Linked DNA regions of Mus musculus: region 1 is linked to region 2. The links are chromatin contacts, called in public Micro-C maps. All regions are on one chromosome and are shown on one strand. The core of a region is the stretch at or near the end of the contact, and the rest is flanking DNA. Distances in the headings are between cores, read along the strand shown.

The links. A called contact is a pair of places that touch in the nucleus more often than the background predicts.
Region 1: a Micro-C map of muscle stem cells shows a contact between it and region 2, with 4 times the contacts expected there. The contact joins two enhancer-like sites. A contact is called at or near these places in 3 of 484 Hi-C or Micro-C datasets (embryonic stem cells and muscle stem cells), 1 of 115 datasets of contacts at active chromatin or transcription factors (bone marrow-derived macrophages) and 2 of 9 other capture datasets (embryonic stem cells and pancreatic islet).

Annotation. Positions count from the first base shown.
Region 1 is chr11:105,903,767-105,907,615 of GRCm38.p6, reverse strand. The region is part of intron 18 of Tanc2 (tetratricopeptide repeat, ankyrin repeat and coiled-coil containing 2); the gene reads right to left. Among named protein-coding and RNA genes, the nearest start is that of Cyb561, 39 kb to the left of the region's middle. Within about 2 kb of position 1,890, at least 32 of the 459 cell types and tissues checked have an H3K27ac peak or open chromatin away from gene starts, as enhancers often do. A contact at or near this core is called in muscle stem cells, where this site is marked.
Region 2 is chr11:105,802,275-105,806,487 of GRCm38.p6, reverse strand. All of the region lies in intron 7 of Tanc2 (tetratricopeptide repeat, ankyrin repeat and coiled-coil containing 2), which reads right to left. Among named protein-coding and RNA genes, the nearest start is that of Cyb561, 140 kb to the left of the region's middle. Within about 2 kb of position 1,512, at least 3 of the 459 cell types and tissues checked have an H3K27ac peak or open chromatin away from gene starts, as enhancers often do. A contact at or near this core is called in muscle stem cells, where this site is marked.

The DNA of each region.
Region 1 (3,849 bases), core at 641-3,140, 100 kb before region 2:
AAGCCCATGACAAGCTCAATCTCTTTCTGTTTGTGGTCAGGGTGTAGCTCTTGGCTACTGTTCTGTCTTCATCTTGCCAGCAGACTCCCTGGTGAGTTAACAGGCTTGCCCTCTGAAACTCTAAGCAAACCTCCCATTACATGTCTTCTTTTGTAAGACTCGCCATGGACATGGTGTGTCCACAGAACAGTGACTGAGACACACTCTCCATCTGATTCTTTTCTTTTCTTTTTCTTTTCTTTCCTGAGAAAGGGTCTCTCACTGAACTTAGAGCTAGACTGGAGGCCAGCAAGCTCCTAAATTTCACCTGTCTCTGCTTCCCTAGTGCTGGGATTACAGATGTATGCCATTGTGTTCAATTTCTTTTTTTAAATGTGGGTGGTAGGGATCTGAACACAGGTCCTATGTTTGTGGGTCAGAACTTTACCAATCTACCTCCTTAGCCCTTATGTTTTATAGCCCGGACAAAGGGTAGGAAAATAGAAGGAGTTATATTTTGTTAAAAAAAAACAAAAAACAAAAAACAAATTGGGACTAGATGTTTCCCCATCTCCCAAATTGACTTGGAAAACTGAGATAGCAGGGTGACAGAAGGCCCTTCCTTCATCACAGCCATATACTCTAATGACAAATCAAACACTATTAGGCAGATGTGCATATTTTGGTTTTCAAATGTTGGTCTCTAATCAAAGAAGCTAGTGAAATTCAAATCAAGTGGTCACTTATAATTTTTTCACTTAAGTGAAAAATTATAGAATTTTAAACATTTACATCAATTATTTGGTGTATATATAAACAAATGTGGACCAAGGACAACTTGCAGGGTTCAGTTCTCTACATGCATCCCAGAGACAGAACTCAGGTCATCAGGCAATCAGCAAGTGACCTATCACTGAGCCATCTGCATTTGCCTTTGGGTTTAGCTTAATTTATCTATAACTGGAGCCATATGTAAAAATGAAACTCCTTATAACTCTCTCTCTCTCTCTCTCTCTCTCTCTCTCTCTCTCTCTCTCTCACACACACACACACACACACACACACACACACACACACACACACACACACAGAGATTTCAAATAATGTTTTCCTGCCCTAAGGGTAAAATGGGTTCATAAGGGAAATTGTGGCAATTTTTGAAGATGTATTCAATTTTATTTTGCAATTCTTGTCATTAGTTTTTCTGCTTAATTTGTCATAGGAGGACAGTGTTGTTCTTTCTGCAGTGAATATATATGTATGCACTGAATGCAGTGGAAGTGTGTGTGTGTATACACACATATATACATACTTTCTCTCTCTCTCTCTCCCTCCCTCCCTCTCCCCCCCCCCACCTCCTTCTTGAGATAAGAGTCTCTCTTCATATCCCTGGCTGTCCTGGAACTCACTCTGTAGACCAGGTTGGTCTCAGACTCTTAGAGGTCTGCCTCTGCCTCCCCAGTGCACCCCCTTGTCTGAATTCCAAGTGCATATGTTTAACAGTTTAAAAGATTATTAAGCTTGCACAGGCATTTGAATACAAAAGTAGCTAAGAACTTAAGACATGCCTCAAATAAAACACTTTGAAAATTTCTAACTCCCATATTTTGTTTAAAGTACTAGGTTATAGGGTTGTGGCAAACTTCCAACTATGTACAGGCCAAGAACATTCTTTTTCTTAAAACAAAGCAAAACTGATAGCACTTTGAAGAAAACAGACTAGTACTTCAGAACCAAGCCTTTCACTAGTGATGCCAGTTCACAGAATGCATTATTCACAGACAGTGCTCGCCTGGAAAGTGGCACTGTCTACTTTAACAATTATTTTACTCTGGTTGGCCTCTTTCACTCTATTGAGTAATGCACTTTTAATATTCCACTTGGCGTTGTTCTGTTGTATAATCTCTGTTGTTTACGTTATGATGTCATCTGGCAGCAGTCTTCAGATGACAGCTAGACATGGTCATGAACACAGCTGCCCAGTTTCATCTCAGAACCATGCGACTATGTAGAATGCAGTCTGCACTGTTTAGGATCAAGACCAAGGAGTTGCTTTGGCTGGGATATTATAAGTCTTATCAAAAAGTGCTAGGAGTTCTTGAAAGAAAGGAATTAAGGTAAAGCCATGTCCATAAACCATAACAGGAGAGGAGAAGGAAAGGAGGAGAAGGAGAAGGAAAGGAGAAGGAGAGAAAATAAATCATTTCCTAAGAGATCTGAAACAGAACTTGTTTCCCTAGTTGGTCAGCACCTAGCAAAAATGGTTTGTGGTGTGTGTGTGTGTGTGTGTGTGTGAGAGAGAGAGAGACAGAGAGAGACAGAGACACAGAGAGAGAGAAAGTGTGAGTGTGTGACTGTGTGTGTGAATGTTTGTGTGTGTGTGTGAGAGTGAGACTCTGTGTGTGTGTTGTGTGTGTGTGTGTGTGTGTGTGCTTGAAGAGGCAGATAGGAAGTAGCTCAGAGATGAGGAAAGAGCTTGGATGGAATTTTGACACTAAATGACATTAAACAGAATACAGAAAAGCAAATGACTCTTTTATCTATTTCCATCTTGAAGAATTATAACATACAAGATCAATGGAGAAAGGTATTTAGAGAGACAAATGATTACTACATCTAAAACATTAGTTACACATTAATGGAGCTATTTATTTCATGCTGTCTATTCCAAAGTCATGGCTGACAAAGGAGAATGGGGTGGCGGAGGGCAATCTGGGTGGTATGAATGGAAGAGAAGCAAGGGTAAAAGGCAGGCTGGACAAAGGTGTGTAGACAAAGGTGTGTAGACAAAGGTGTGTAGAAAGGCACTGAGATGGGAAACAATGTACAGTTGCTGTTACTACAATTACCAGAGACGATAGCAAGAGTTGAGCCTGGAGATCATGACTGCTCTTGTGCTGTATGTAGTTCTGCTGGGTGGTTCTGGCACATACCTTTTAATCTCACACACACAGGAGGCAGAGGCAGGCAAATCTCTCAGTCTCAGACCAGCTTGGACTACAGAACAAGTTTCAAGACAGCCATTGCTGTTATACAGAGGAACACTGTCTAAAAAACAAAAACCAAACCAAACCAAAAAAAAAAAAAAAAAAAGAAAGAAAAAGAAAAGAAAAGAAAAACAAAGAATGTAGTTGTACAACTAGTAAACCATGGTTGGTAAGTAGAGAGGAGAGAGCAAGGAAGATCAGCAAGTAGACCTCTGCAATAATCTTGGCCAAAGATGACACAGGCACAAAGTATGGGAATCTTATTTTGTGGACTCTGCTTCTATAGTGGCTAGGGGCTCTAAGTGGTTGGCCCTGGTCTACGCCTGTACAGAGGGACTGTTGTATTGCTCCTTGTTGTTGTTGTTTTTGTTATTGTCTGGGACAGCCCCATGAGATAGAAGGGGAAATGTTTTGGTTGTGCAGTGGCATAAAAGATAATGGTTACAAGTCTCTCCTTTTTAATGGTGTTTGGATCTGATATAGCTAGGCATATGGTGCAGGCTCCCAAAAGAAGACAAAAGCACTGAGGATATTTTACGATCTGATTTTAGGAAATACGATGTGCAAATATTGTACCTTGTACTATTTTACTCTATTTTAAGATGTGTTTCACTGATTATAGATTCACTGCTCCCCTCTCTAAACATCTCTGAAACTGGGATGTGACTTAAGATTGCTGTAAAAGGACAGAGCTTGTGTTGGCGCACTGACAGAAACTTTGTTTCTTCTTGTTAGTGGTGCTTCAGCTTTGATTAGTTAGGTGGCATAGAGAGTTGTAAAACTGCGACCACTGTATTTTCCCTAGGTAAAGTTTCTGTTCTTTAGGTCAGGGTTGCAGATGAGACTTCACTTGCTCAAAAACAAACACATATCACACCTCTCC
Region 2 (4,213 bases), core at 263-2,762:
ACACACAGTTCATTCTCAATGAATACCCACAAGATGACTGCATATTATATATTTTATATATGTATCTTTAACTTGAGTTTCAGGTATATAAACAATCAACAAGCAAATCAACATTGTTCTCATGGGGAAACTTTCAAGATAACCATAGCAATAATACCATCACCCTCTACAAAGACCAATGAGAGCCCCACAGGGACAAATATATTCCCATGTCATATGTCACTTACTTTGCAATTGTATTGGCAAATACTTTTGAGAGAAAGAATTATGTCAAGTTAAATTAGTAATATGTTTAATTAACACTAGTCAAATATATGAGATAATTACATAAATTCAAGTGAAATGAAACAAAAAACTCAAATCTGTAATGAAATTTTTTTATCATTAATGCTCCTTATTTTCTTTTTCTTTTTTTTTATTAAATTATTTTATTTATTTACATTCCAAAAGTTGTTACATTTCAACAGACCTTCCAGCTCTCCACCCCCACCTCTGATAGGGTACTCCCCCACTTGCCCACCTCACCACCACAAGCATCCCTCTTTTCTGGGGCTTCAAGTTTTCACAGGACTAAGTGCATACTCTCTCACTGAGACCATACAAGGCAGTCCTCTACTACACATGTGCTCAGGGCCACGAACCAGCCCATGAATGCTCCTTGGTTTTTGGATTAGTCCCTGGGAGCTCTGAGGGGTCCCTGTTAGCTGACACTGTTGTTCTTCCAATGGGGTTGCAATTCTCTTCAGCTCCTTCAGCCCTTCCTCTAACTCTTCCAAATTTTTAAGTAAAAGGAAAAAAAACTCTAAAGTCAATAAAGTCTGCTATTAAAAAGTCTTGTTTTCATTAGAGGAAGAGGGACTAGGAAAATGAGAAAAACATGTTAAAGTATATATTTTATTAGATTGAAATAGCTGAAGACTATATACTCATAAGGCATTTGACAAATAAAAGCATTTTTTAAAAAAGTGAATATAGTTTAAATATATCACATCTGATCAGAGGGAAAAAATGCAGCAAACATTTGGTAGAAAGCATTTCAGAAACAACCTGACTTTAGAAGCCCATTTAGTTCTTTCTTTTTATATCAGTTGCTACTAATGGAAACAGCTGATAGTAATATAGCCAACACTCTTGCTGTGACTCAACAGGGAGGATGGAAGGGCACTTCTGTTTCCTACTCTTGGGCAGAAAGTCACCTTTCCTATATTTATACAAATAAAGTCATTATTCTGACTGCTAATCAGAATAAATCCCCTTTTGACTTTCTATAAAATATGCATTATAGTTTCTAATTAGATTAATTTACATCCCCTTAGATTTCCAATCTGCATTTACCTGCTTTCTTTCCTTAGAAAATTGTGCTGCTCTAAGTACTAACAAGTGGATAGAGAGAAATTGTATTTTTAACGGAGTTTGTTTGTGTATTTTTCAACAGAACCCTATTTCCCACACAAAGCACGGACAACAGCTGCTGCAAACATTTCCTGCTTCCCACATACCTCCAAACCATTGCCAATCTCATTTCAAGCTACCAAAGATGACCATAGACAGCCGGCTGATAATTCCAGCTGTGCAACCACAAATCCACAAGTCTATTTCCTTCTAACACACAACCTTAAAAACAAACATACAATAGCAATTAAATTATCCATGTCATAAAACTCAGAGTTTAAAGTTTTCATGTTTAGAATTTTAATTTAAAGGTCTATTTAGAGAATAACTTCAGCTATAGACTGTCACAGTTACCCTCCATCTTTTTTTTTTTAATGGTTTTAGAGCTTTATTGTAGAAAGGTAGGGAAAAAGAGAGAAGGTAGAAACAAAGAGAGTGGCCAGCCATGGCCATGTGGAGATAGGGGGTTAGGGAGAGAGAGAAGGAGGGCTAGAGATGAGAGTAAGAAAGGTAAGAGCTTAAAGAGCCAGTTACCCTCAGTCTGAAGCCCTCTAAGCTACATTCTGAGTTCATCAAGCTGAAAATGTTTATGCTTCTAGTAAACAGTTCTATCCTTGGATGAAGATATCATTGCTTATAATTGGCACATTTATCATTTTATTTTAACTTAGCCATCATGTTTCTAAACTATATAGCTAAATCTATTTAACTGATATATTTATATTAATAATGCAGTTGATAAAAGACAGATGATCATTTAGGAACTTTAAAATTCTTTTTTGTTTGTTTTTCGAGACAGGGTTTCTCTGTATAGTCCTGGCTGTCCTGGAACTCACTCTGTAGACCAGGCTGGCCTCAAACTCAGAAATCCGCCTGCCTCTGCCTCCCGAGTGCTGGGATTAAAGGCATGCACCACCACGCCCAGCTTGGAACTTTATAATTCTATGTATATGTTAGGAGTAGGAATAAAAAGATTAGAAAAATTAAAATTATCCCCCTTTACACAACTGCATATGTGCTGACTCTGCTGTCCCTCCACATAAGTGTTAAAAACCTCGAACAGGGTCTTGGTCTCACAAAATAATTCTGTTTTTCATTTATTTCAAAGCTTCTTTGCTTTTTAAGACAAGGTCTTCTGTGGCACAGGCTGGCCTTAAACTCACTAGATGACTGAAGAGATGGCCTTGGTAATTGTTTCCACTGCCAAGCACTGGGACCACAGCCATCATGGGAGCCTAGGCAAAAGAAGGTAATTCTCTTCCCAAAAGAGGCAGAAATAGATGCCATAGCAAGACTCACGTTAGACATTATTTTGGCAGGATTTTAAAATCCCAGTCTGGTTGCAAACTGATCACTAAGCTGCATTAGTTTCCCAGTGCTGCTTTTACAGGTGCGAGTCAAGACACCCAGGAGTCAATGTGGCTTTTCACACTGTTGAATTATTTGATTGCTTCATATTAGTCATATTAAGTTTAAAAAACATTGGATTGAAACAAAGCCTTTTATTAGGAACATATATGCCTCCTTTATACAACTCCTGGGGCTCCATGGTTAAGAGAATTTAATAAGCACATGGGGAACAAGAGAAGGAAATAGAGGAACAAATATTGTATGTTTTCTCTTGTATGCAGACCCTTGATTAAAAAAAAACTTGATATGAAAACAGAAAAGAAAGTGTTTGTGGAGCTCACAAATGACAGTTGTGAGTGGGGACATGGGCGGTGATGAGAAGTGAGTATGAGCAAAGCACAACTACACATGAAAACATAGTGAAACCTGTTCTTTGTATGCAAACTAAAAATTATGGTAAGACAAAAAACAATACATGATTGTTTTCCTATTTCATACCTGAAAACTTCAGGTACATTTTTTTTTTTTGTTTTGGTTTTATGAAACAAAGGTTCTCTGTGTAACCCTGGCTGTCCAGAACTGGCTCTGTAGACCAGGTTAGTCTGGAACTCAGACATCCACCTGTGCTTCCCAAATGCTGGAGCTAAAAGTGTGTATTACAACACCTGGTATCTCAGTTACTCTCGATATCAAAGAGATTCACTTTCTTCAGTTTAGAGAACCATTTATCTATACATGGTACACAGTATACAACAACATGTATGTATATAGACAGAGTTAAAATGTAAAGATGGGACTCTACTGGGCTAAGTGTGGACACTTTGCCCCTTCTTAGAATTGGGAACAAAACACCCATGGAAGGAGTTACAGAGACAAAGTTTGGAGCTGAGACAAAAGGATGGACCATCTAGAGACTGCCATATCCGGGGATCCATCCCATAATCAGCCTCCAAACGTTGACACCATTGCATACACTAGCAAGATGTTGCTGAAAGGACCCTGATATAGCTGTCTCTTGTGAGACTATGCGGGGGGCCTAGCAAACACATAAGTGGATGCTCACAGTCAGCTATTGGATGAATCACAGGGCCCCCAATGGAGGAGCTAGAGAAAGTACCCAAGGAGCTAAAGGGATCTGCAACCCTATAGGTGGAACAACATTATGAACTAACCAGTACCCCGGAGCTCTTGACTCTAGCTGCATATGTATTAAAAGATGGCCTAGTCGGCCATCACTGGAAAGAGAGGCCCATTGGACATGCAAACTTTATATGACTCAGTACAGGGGAACGCCAGGGCCAAAAAGGGGGAGTGGGTGGGTAGGGGAGTGGGGGGCAGGGTATAGGGGACTTTTGGGATAGCATTGGAAATGTAAATGAGGAAAATACCTAATAAAAAATATTAAAAAAAGAAAACTAACTTAAAATAGGATTAGTTATATTGTCATTTAAACTACCAGATTTTTGTGGTT